2 separate regions of the Oryctolagus cuniculus genome follow, and region 1 is linked to region 2. The links are chromatin contacts, called in public Micro-C maps. All regions are on one chromosome and are shown on one strand. Each heading gives the region's core, a stretch centred on a gene start, on an enhancer-like site or on the middle of the called end of the contact. The rest is flanking DNA. Distances are from core to core; before and after follow the strand shown. Region 1 has its middle 21 kb from the start of CDRT4. Region 2 overlaps PMP22 (peripheral myelin protein 22).

The links. Hi-C and Micro-C count contacts between places; a contact is called where the count stands out from the background.
Region 1: a contact with region 2 is called in a Micro-C map of ear pinna, with 4 times the contacts expected there. The contact joins two enhancer-like sites. A contact is called at or near these places in 3 of 6 Hi-C or Micro-C datasets (ear pinna, psoas muscle and an unstated tissue).

Annotation. Positions count from the first base shown.
Region 1 is chr17:59,323,576-59,329,364 of mOryCun1.1, forward strand. It overlaps a transcript of TVP23C not described here. Among named protein-coding and RNA genes, the nearest start is that of CDRT4, 21 kb to the left of the region's middle. Within about 2 kb of position 2,261, at least 1 of the 8 cell types and tissues checked has an H3K27ac peak or open chromatin away from gene starts, as enhancers often do.
Region 2 is chr17:59,068,886-59,074,156 of mOryCun1.1, forward strand. The region is part of intron 3 of PMP22 (peripheral myelin protein 22); the gene reads right to left. Among named protein-coding and RNA genes, the nearest start is that of PMP22, 9.6 kb to the right of the region's middle. Within about 2 kb of position 3,221, at least 1 of the 8 cell types and tissues checked has an H3K27ac peak or open chromatin away from gene starts, as enhancers often do.

The DNA of each region.
Region 1 (5,789 bases), core at 1,011-3,510, 250 kb after region 2:
CTGGTTGAATCTGCAAAGGCAGAACCCACAGAGACTGTGTGCCGTGTGAGGGCTGACCATGTGCCAGTGACCACAGCAGCCTCTTGTCGTTTGGCCTCTTGGGAACTTGAAAGATTGTTTTTCCTTCTGGAACTTACTCCTTCCCTCTTTCCATAAGAATTTGTTGAAAAATCATCGTGTGTGAAAACATCACATGGCCGGCGCCGCAGCTCAATAGCCTAATCCTCCACCTAGCGGCGCTGGCACACTGGGTTCTAGTCCCGGTCGGGGCATCGGATTCTGTCCCGGTTGCCCCTCTTCCAGGCCAGCTCTCTGCTGTGGCCAGGGAGTGCCGTGGAGGATGGCCCAAGTGCTTGGGCCCTGCACCCACATGGGAGACCAGGAGAAGCACCTGGCTCCTGGCTTCGGATCAGCGCAGTGCACCGGCCATGGTGGCCATTGGAGGGTGAACCAACGGCAAAGGAAGACCTTTCTCTGTCTCTCTCACTGTCCACTCTGTCAAAAAAAAAAAAAAAGAAAAGAAAAGAAAATATCACATTAAGTCTTAAAGATATGTACAGTTATTCACTGGGAAGCCTTGTAGGAGATGCCAAGGACACAAACGACACAATTTCTTCCACTCAGGAGCTGGTCACATGTTTTGCCTCGAATGCAAGTTCCTTTTGGGTTTCTTGGACTGATGTTGCTCATCTGCAACAACAGTGAGAAGGTGCAGGATGTCAGGTTTACTCCGCGTTGTGTCCTGTCCACCACTGTCCCATCCCCATATCTCTTGTCAACTTGGGGTTCACAAGAACCACTAGATCCTTTCCTCCTTTGTCCTCCATCCCTCTTGAAGTTCATTCCCACTGCCTGGAGTTTAATTACGTGTTCACAGCACCCACCTCCCTAACCTCAAACGGACTGGAGGGTCCGTCAATAACAGTTTCTATTTCACTCAGTACATCACCGAAGAAGCAGGGGAACATCAAATTTGTGGGGCCAGCTATATTATGTCCCTGCCACAGGGAGCCCGATGACCAATCAGTTGGACAGAAAAGGGTTTTATTGCCGTCGGCCAGTGCATGAGTCCAGGTTCTGTTGCCACAATTGCACGGCTGAGGCTGGGTGCGGACAAGGAAAAGAGGCTTATTCCTCTTCCAGGTTCAGAGGCTGCAAGTCCAAGTTCAGGTGTATGTCATCACAGTGGCAGGTGCATGCAAGGCAGGATACCAGAGACCAGTCTTGCTCTTTCATAGCACGAGAGCTAACTCACTCCACAATACCAGCATTAATTCCTTCTACAGACAATGTTCCCCACCACCACCCCTGCCACCGCCATCCCCAGTTACAAAACTGCCTCCCCCTAGGTCCCAACTCTTCACGGTTCCAGCGCCTCACACTGGGGACCCTGCTTCTGATACAGGAACCTTTGAGAAACAAACTACATGCAAACTGTAGTGCTGGACGTAGCCGGGCCTGGGAGCTCAGCCTCGCAGCTCTGAGCTGCTTCTTCCTCACATTCCCACCCAGACACAGGAGCAACAGGGAATGATGAGGGCGTGCACAGCAGGGCAGCCAGCTGTAGGGGGACTGAGGCGGAAATGGGTGGTTTAGGTGGAAAGTGGTAGCGTGATATGAGAACAGGTGTCACACACACACACACACACACACACACACACACACACACACGGCGAGCAGAGCTATTACAAACAGGCCGGCTCAGATCCTCTTCCTTTTTATTCCACGATAGCTTCTTCCAGCCATAGGAGAAGGACAAGAACACACCTCACTCCCCAAACCCAAACGCTGTGGCACAGCCCAGAGAAGGAGATGTTCTGTGTCCTTCCTGGGGGTGAGGGTGGGGGGAGAGTGACCTCCGATCGCACCCACCGTGGTGCTTGGTCATTGTCCCCCAGCTCCTGGGTGCTAAGGAGTGACATGGGGGAACCTTTAAAACCACTATTTCATCATGAAGACCCAGAAAAAAACAAATAAACTCTGAACTCAAATGCGGGTGGAGGGGAGGCTGTCACACACACACACACACACACACACACACACATAATGTCTGGAACTTGACCTGGGCAGCCCCTGGCCCATCAGTCACGACCTGCAGAGGCAAGGGTTTGTCACTTGGGGAAAGTGACCCAGCTCCAGGCAGAGGAGGAAGCTGCAGGCCTCCACCCCTTCCCTCTCTGTCCCCGCCTAGGAGGGGCCACCCTGCCCGGAAAAGAGACTCCAAGGATCCCGGGCCCGCCATCCATGGACCTCTAGCTCGTGGCTCCACTCCTCCCCGGGGCCAGGTCTGCAATGACCCCAATCATGGACCCCCCGCCCCTTGTCAGTGGTGACCCTGGGCCCATGCATCCCCTTCCCAGCCCTCTGCCCCTAGCCTAGCCCTCTTCCTCTCTCTCTTTCCTCTCTCTCCCCTCTCTCCTCTCTCTCTCTCTCCCTCTCTCACTCCCTCCTTTGAGATTCAGATTTGTGGGTTGTTTTTAATGCATTCCAGATGCCAGAGATCTTGACCCTGGCTCAGGCCTTCTTCAGACTCTGGGCCTCGCCCCGCCCCACCCCGCCCCTCCGATGGGGCCACAGAGGAGAGCGAGGCCGGCTGGCGCCACCTGTCGACAGCATCTGGGAGTGTAACAAAGGGGAGGAGGATCTGGGGACGGGGCGGGGCCAGACGGAGGTTTTCCTGGAGCAAGCTCCAGAGGCAGTTCATTGATGAAAAAGTCCTGGAGGCCAGAGTTCATCAAGCACAGCCTTCAGCCCCTACAGGGAACTGAAGACATACAGAGCACTTACGGTCACCTCCTGATGCTCTACGTCAACATTTTTCTTCTTTTTTTTAACTACAGTCTGGAGCCCAGCTGGATTGCTCCTAAGGTTAAATCCTTTGAAGAGTGGAGATTTTTCACATCCAGTGTGATGGCATCCAAAGGAAGCCAGGAGAAGTTTATTTGTAAGACTATGGTTTGGTGAAATCCAATAAGGAAAATGGAAAGGAGTGGAAACAAGGCAGTTAAGAATAAGCAATGGGGCCAGCATTGTGGCGTAGCGGGTTAAGGCGTCACCTGCAATGCCCGCATCCCATACAAGTGCCAGTTCAAGTCCTGGCTGCCCTGCTTCTGACTCAGCTCCCTGCTAATGCGCCTGGGAGGTAGCAGGTGATGACCCAAGTATTAGTATTTCAGTATTAGTCCATGTTTGCTACTGTCATGAAATACCTGAAGCTGGGCACTTCTGAAAAAAAAGAGAGAGACTTATTTGACTCATTTATTTGATTTGGAAGTACAATGTCCAGGTAACATAGCAAGGCTCTGGCGAGAGCCCCCTTAACCATAACAGACAGAGGCATCACAGTGGGGGGAGGATGTGTGAGAAGGAAAGAGCACTGTGGCCGGACAGGAAGTCAGTCTTCGGACCTCGCACTTAGCTCCACCTCTTAAAGGTCACATGACCAGTCAGGATGCCACTCTTAGGACCTCCTACTAGGCTCCACCTCTTAAAGGTCCCCCACGTCAACACAACCACACTGAGGACCATGCTTTGAACACATAAACCCTTGGGGGACAAACCACACCCATACAATAACAACACCCAATGCATACCCCTTCTTAGCACTAAAGAGGCAATGGTAGTAGAGACAGACATGGAGCCACAGCCTTCCACCTTTAACATTTAAATTAAACAAGTCCAATTAGATAAAAGGAAATATCCCTTTGTCAATTTATTTATTTGGTCTCTGCATCTTTTCCAAAATGCCTAGAAATTTTTGGACCAAGGCACCTGACTGTGGATGCGCTTTTAGGTGGAGGTGGGAGTTTGCTGGACCTATGAGGACATGGGATAGCTGTCAATTCTCTTACCAGTGTTGGGCAGTGAAGCCTAGTGGTTGGGACCACCACATCCAGAGCAAGACTGGGTTCAAACTCCAACTCTGCTACTTCCTCCCTATATGACTTGGGCAAGTCGCTTATCCCTTTGTACTTCTATTTTTTTTTTTTAATCTGTAAAGTGGGTATCAAAATAGAACCACTTGGGGCAGCGCTGTGGCGTAGCGGGTAAAGCTGCCGCCTGCAGCGCCGGCATCCCGTATGGGCGCCAGTTCAAGTCCCAACAGCTCTACGTCCAATCCAGCTCTCTGCTGTGGCCTGGGAAAGCAGTAGAAGATGGCCCAAGTCCTTGGGCCCCTGCACCCACGTGGGAGACCTGGAAGAAGCTCCTGGCTCCTGGCTCCTGGCTCCAGATTGGCCCAATTCTGGCTGTTGTGGCCATTTTGTGACTGAACCAAAAGATGGAAGATTCTCTTTTCCATTTCTAAAAAGACCTCTGGAGCAATGGAGATACTTCATGGATCTGCACTCGGACCCCACAGAGCTGCCCTGCCCACAGTGGACCAAGCAGGCAGCAGCACACACACATGTCCTGAGTTGCCAGCATGCTCTGCTCCAACCCGGCCAGGAGCTCCCAGCCTGTTTTCATGGAGGACTGAAGGTCCCACCCTCGCCTCTTTTGAGAAGGCTTTCTTAGGCCTTCATTCTCCTTCCCTGTGGCTTCCTGGTCGCTTCTCACTCGCCCAAGACACTACCACTGTGTTGAGTCAAGTGTTTCCATTATGCAATGTTGCTTTGGGACCAGTAAAATGACCCAGGAATAACTTACAAATGGTACGGGAGAAGGTATGCGTGTAATACTTGGAAAGATTTCTGGGTCTACTTATTGGTCGTGTGTTTTACAGCCAAGCTCCAACTCTGCTACTTCCTCCCTATATGACTTGGGCAAGTGGCTTATCCCTCTGTGCTTCTATTTTGTGGTTTTTTTTTAACCTGTAAAGTGGGTATCAGCCACTTCCTCCCTGCATTCCTCTTGCATCTTTCCGGAATGACAGGGAAATTCACTGCCCAGCTACAGCTCTGCTATTTTCTCAACAGGGTCCCAGCAAGTGAGTTCCCCTCGCCCAGGAAAGGAGGCTGCCTGAGTCGCTGTGCAATGGACAGAAAATGCTCTAACTTAAGATTTCTGTTTGTTTTCATCTCATTTTGAACTTCTAGTTTTCAGCAGGTTTTTAGATTGAGCATCATAGTACAGTAGTACCTATTTACATTTATAAATAAATACACAGCTACTGGGGATGCAGGAGCAAACTCAGAGGGGCACGATCTTAAAGATTTGGCATCCGGGATCCTGGCCCACAGCACCTGTCTGTCATTCTCAGACCCAGATCCTGGTCCACAGCACCAGTCCATCATTCTCAGACCCGGATCCTGGTCCACAGCACCAGTCCATCATTCTCAGACCTGGCTTCAGATGGGTTTTCCTACTTTATCAGCCCCCAGAGCTCAGCCAAGGTGATGATCACAACATCTAGCAGAAGACCTGACCCCAACCAACCCACTGGAGGGAAGGAGGGACCTGGAGGCTTACAACTGACTAGCATTAACCCTCTAGCTGCTAGTCTGTGGGGAGGTCATGGGGCAGGGGGGATGGGCAGGGCAGCTGATACAGCCCAGGTTGCAGGGATGCCCTTGGGAGGTAAGAGGCAGCTGCTGGTTACAACTACAGCTGCTCTTTGACGCCTAATAAGGTATTATCCAATAAACCCATTGTAAGTTGAAAATGCATTGAATTGGGGCCTGCGTTCTGGTGCAGTAGGCTAAGCCATTGCCTACAACACCAGCAGCATATATCGGCCGAGCAATGGTGAGTCCCGGCTGCTTCTATTCCAACGCAGCTCCTTGCTAATAATAGGCCTGGGAAAGAAGCATGAGATGGCCCAAATGCTTGGGTCCCTGCCGCCCACGTGG
Region 2 (5,271 bases), core at 1,971-4,470:
AAAATATGAACCCATAAGTGCAGAGGGTCTCTTGTGTTTTCTACAATCTGACCAAAAGCTGAGCCACAGAGGAGGAGGGAGTCTGGCATCCCAGCCAAAATGACAATGCCACCAAATGGATCCATAAGGGAAAATCTGCAATCAATCTGAAGACAGAGACCACCAGAGACCACCAAGGGCTCATGTCGGGGAAGGTTGACACTGGCAAGAGGTTTATCTTCTCCTCCTTTTTAATCCATAGCACTGACTTAATGCTGCCCACAACCCATTCATGGACATGAGCTCATTCCTGCTTTTGCTCGAAATGGAAAAGGTAAGGAGGGGGCTGGTGTTGTGGCACAGTGGGTTAAGCCACAGCTTGCAACACCGGCATCCCATGTCAGAGCCCTGGTTCAACTACTGGCTGCTCCGCTTCTGATCCAGCTCCTTGCTAATGCACCTGGGAAAGCAGTGGAAAATGGTCCAAGTGCTTGGGCTCCTGCCACCCAAGTGAGACACCTGGTTGGAGATCCTGGCTCCTGACTGCAGCCTGCCCAGCCCAGGCTGTTGAGGCTATTTGGGGAGTAAATGAGCAGACAAAAAAAAATATCTGTCTCCTCTCTTTCTCTACCTCTCCCTCTCTCTGCCGTTAGTATATGTGCTGCTGAAGCAAACACCATCTCTCTGCCTTTAAACTTAAAAAAAAAAAAAAAAAAAAAGGAAGGTAAGAAGTGGCCATCATCCCAGCTTCTGGTCCTCGCTCCAGCCCACAATTTGACACAGCAGACATGGGCCCCTGTTTGTCCTCACCAAGAAATGAGGGACAGCAGGGGGCTGGGGGTAGCAAAGGATGCTCTGGGGACAGAGTAGAGGCAGGCCCAATTATTCTCATTATGAGTGGGGGTTAAGCACGGATTTCCCCTTTAAGAAGGAAAATGACACAGGAGTGTACACATGGCGGGCATCTAACATCTCCATTGATAAAAGTCTGTCAACCTCTTAGTTCTTCTGAGGCAAGACTCTGCAGCGGAGATGGGGTACGGTACCTGCTGAAGACAAGTTCTGCCTGGACCCTGCCTCCATATGAAGCTCATGAGGACCAGGCCAAGCGGCAGGGCCAGGCCAAGGCTGGGCCCTTCCAGCCTCCAAACAGCCTGGCACCCATGAATGGACCGTTCTGCTCCACAGCAGGTGCACACAGAGGGGACAGAGGAGAATGCGTCTGCACATTGGGATTTGGTATTTGCATCTTCTGGAAAGCTCAGAACAACAAGAAAAAAAAGCTGTAGTTCATGCATCTGCAAGGCACACATTTTGCTTGAACTCTCTGGGTCAGTAGGGATGTGCAGATGGGACTTGGCACACCCCTGCCCTGAGCCCGAGCCGCTGTCCAGATCTTAGCAGTTTGAGAAGCTCCAGGTCTAGGAACCGGCTCCACGGTTCTGTGCCCCTGTTTGCTTCTTATGCAGATGCCACCCCCGTGGGTCCTGTTTTCCATGCCCTAAGATTCTACTTTCTTAATAAAGGCAGAGAGAACCTTCTCTTACAACAACAACCAAAATCCCTCAAGTGTTTTCCAGATCGTGCCAATCAAAGGTCTCCACGAGGAAAGCGTGTGAGGCAACAAAAGGAAAGAAAACCATTTCATCCCCCAGGACCGTCCCTGGGGCTGTATGGGGGGCACACATGCTTTCTACGCATTCAGGAGCACTTGGGACAAACCACGCCACTGAGAAACACATGTAAGCCACAGCAGGTCTGAATGACATCATAAACAGCAGGGAGCCGTCCGAGCATCTGGAAGGAAGTTGAGCTCTTACTCCTTGCTCTCTGCTCCCACGTGTCCTCACCTACGCCCACCTCATGCCCTCTTCGGCAACCTTGAACTTGATGACACCCCCGGGGGTCACCCCTCCAAGAGGCTTCCCTGCCCCATTGCAATCCCCCAAGATCCCATCACCCCGTCTTCTTGCTACAGTTTCCATCACTTGTCCCCCAAGCCCTTCATCGACAGTTTTGTCCAACAAAAATGAAAGCTCTCGTTCACTCTTAGGTCCTCAATGCCCCAGTAGTGGAGACATCCAACAAATAGTTCCAAATGAGAGATCACAAGGGAAGGAGACGGGGGATGGAAGAGGAGGGATGAGGAGAGATCCTGCCGCTAGAGATGGTGAAATTCCAGGATGAAGGGCAGGGTGGGAGGGTCAGGGGAGGAGGAGGAGGAGGTTTTCTGGAAGCAGGAGCAGGTGCATCGGGTAGGGTACCAAGACCTGTGACAGCTCCACCTGAGGTTCACACAAAGGCAGGGGCTCTGTTTTAAAAGGAGGAGTGATACGATCAGGGTTGGATTCAACACAAGAAATGAATGACAAGGAAGCAAGGGAAGGTGCAGGCTAGTGAGCCCGGGGGCTGCCTGGGCAGCTCTGTGGCTAGTGGCAGTGCCTAGGAGAATCTAAAGAATGCTGAAGGAATTTAGCCCTGGACGGAGCCATTGCAACTATCATAGGAGCACGCCCCTGGGTATGGAGGGCACGGTCAGAGTCCGCGAGGGAAGCGCCTCACTCCCGGGTCATGGGGAGGCACCTGCTGTTAAATTTCTATGAGTGGAGAAGCCGTGCTTCCCAAAGTCCACGTGACAGTTCTCAACCTCGCTCGTTATCAACTGTAGGTGTGACCCTGTGAGTAGCTTAGCAGGGAAAGGTAGAAAACCATGTGGTCTATCCAGGGATATGTCACTAAAAGAGCAAGGGACACATTCTTCCTCTCCTTCTGTCTCCACCCAGTGTATGGATGAGATGGCTGGAGCTATGGCACCTCTTAGTCTATGACGACAAGGGCCAAACCCAAGAGACAGCAAAGAAATGAACTAGAAAGTGCCTGGCTTCTGACAATGGATCTGTCATTCCTCTCCCAGCCTGCTTGCTGCCAGACTTCTTCTAAAAGAAAGACAAAGGAACCACCCTATTTACAACTCTCATGGGAAGATGATCTAGTACACACATTGGAGTTCACACTTAACCAGAACACCAGCCAACTGGTCTACCACACCCCACGCATTGCTTTCCCCTGGCCTTGAATTGCTACTGCTCACACAGGGAACATTCCCTCTCCCCCCCCCCCCCCCCCGCCAAAGCCTGCATGTACTTATGTCCCGGGGGCTGGATCAAGTTCTACCTCCCACCAGAGATTTCCCATCCACTTCCTCCCTGGTCCCTTGCACTGTTCATCAGCTCCCACTCACCATCTGCCCTACGCTGCCCTCAGAGTGGGTGATTCATCCCTCCATACTTGTGTGCTGACTCCTCAGTGATGCTTGGGATCACTCAAGGTCAAGGCCCATCACGTCCAGCTCCTGGTATTCCCTGGGCCAAGGAGAACGTCTATCTGACCCAAGGTCACAATGAACACGCTTCGACCTCTGCCTACAGCCAGGTGGAGGAGGAGACAGCCAGAAGGTGTGTGAATAAATTTCTAAAAACACGAAGGCGTCTCTAACCACTTCCAGCAGCAAGAGGTGGTTTGGGGGGAAACAGCCGTGCCCTTCAAACCCCTATAAGCTCAGTGAGAGACCGAGACGTGGCACAGTGCCGGGAGGCTCCGTTCACACAGAAAACAATGTGAATGGTGACCCCCAGAGAGAAGCAAGCCCCCTTCAGAAAACAAACTTCCAGTGACACAAGCCACCTGGCTCTCCCCTAACACACTCACAACAGATTCTGCACACAGAGATGCTCAAAAACGAATATGATGACTTCACAAGACATTTCCAACAGTCTAGGGGCAAATACACACACGCATGAGAAGGGATTTGCCACTAACAGTTCATTTGCCAAGGGGACTTTGGCAAAAACTGGACTTTATTTTTTGCCTTACTGTTTGCCACAGCGACTGTAAAACCCCATAGAGGGATGAAAGTATGGGCCTCTTAAAACCCCACAAAATCTGTTCTCTGTATAGGAATAAAAAATTTAAAAAAAAAAAAAAGGAAAGAAAGGAAGGAAGGAAGGAAGGAAGGAAGGAAGGAAGGAAGGAAGGAAGGAAGGAAGGGCCGGCCAAGGAGGCCCAGCAGGGGGCGCTACTCCAAGCTGCAGCTGCCCCACACCACGACCCAGCAGGAGGCCGTCAGCACGGGTCACTTCTCACTTAGCATAAGCACAACTGGAAGCAAACCCAGCCTGCCTAGGGTGTGTCCAGATGTCCTCCACGTGTGAGAGCCCAGAAGGCGCACGTGGAGGAGAAGGGACACTCTGGGGCCCCCCGCTCCCCCAGCCATGGAACGCCACCAGCCAGACAGGCAGCCCTCGAAGCCAGGACACCTTAACCCAAGAAGATGGGCCAGGCCCACGAGGGTAAGTTGAGGGCTAAGAATTTTCCCCGTTTAAAATAGCGCTTGTCCCTCCCGGATCGAGGCTTGGAGCGCGAGTGGCCGCTACTCCCAACAGAGTGCCGGATTCCGTGCCGGCCCCGCGTGGCCAGATGCCACTTGGGGATGGCGCCTGTGGACACTGAGACCGGAGTCTCAGGGAAAGCTCGCCCTCCTCGGGCTGAGTCGCCACTTGTGACCACCAGGTGTCAGTAGCGAGTACGGAGTACAGCAAATCCCAGCCCCAGTCGCTTCCTGCAGGGGAGGCACGGGGTGCTGTCTGTGGCTTTGGGGACAGCAGTGTTACCATCACATTGTCAGGCACTCCTGGGTATTCCATGCAATCTGCCCCAAATGCAATATTCAGGATGGTTTCATTTATTTATTTTTAATATTAGCTTACTTAGAGAGAGAGAGAGAGAGAGAGAGAGAGAGAAATCTCATTCACTGGTTCACCTCCCTCAAATGCCTGCAATGCCTGGGCCATAACTGGGAGCCAGGAGCTCACTCCAGGTTTCCCATGTGGGTGGCAGGAACCCAGTTCCTTGAGCCATCATCACGTTAGCAAGAAGCTGGAGTTAGAAGCTGGAGCTGGGAACTGAACTCTGATATGGGATGCAGGTGTCTTAATGACTATCTCCACTGCTAGGCCAAAAGCCCTCACAATTAGGGTGATTTTCATTCCGTGTCTCTCCTAGGCTTGGATAAAAAATTCAGCAACGCTCACTTACTAGGGTTGGGGTCTTTCTGCCTCCCTCCAACCCCGAACTCGGGAAGGAGGCATCACAGAACAGGTTTTCTCTTTCTTGCCTATGCTCCCCATATCCATTACCAAGCAAGCATTTTAGCAGTTCCTGGTTATACTGAGGTTCAAGGTATCTGGTTAGCAAGGTTCCAGAGACATCCTTGGGTGCCCCTAGGAGCAGAAA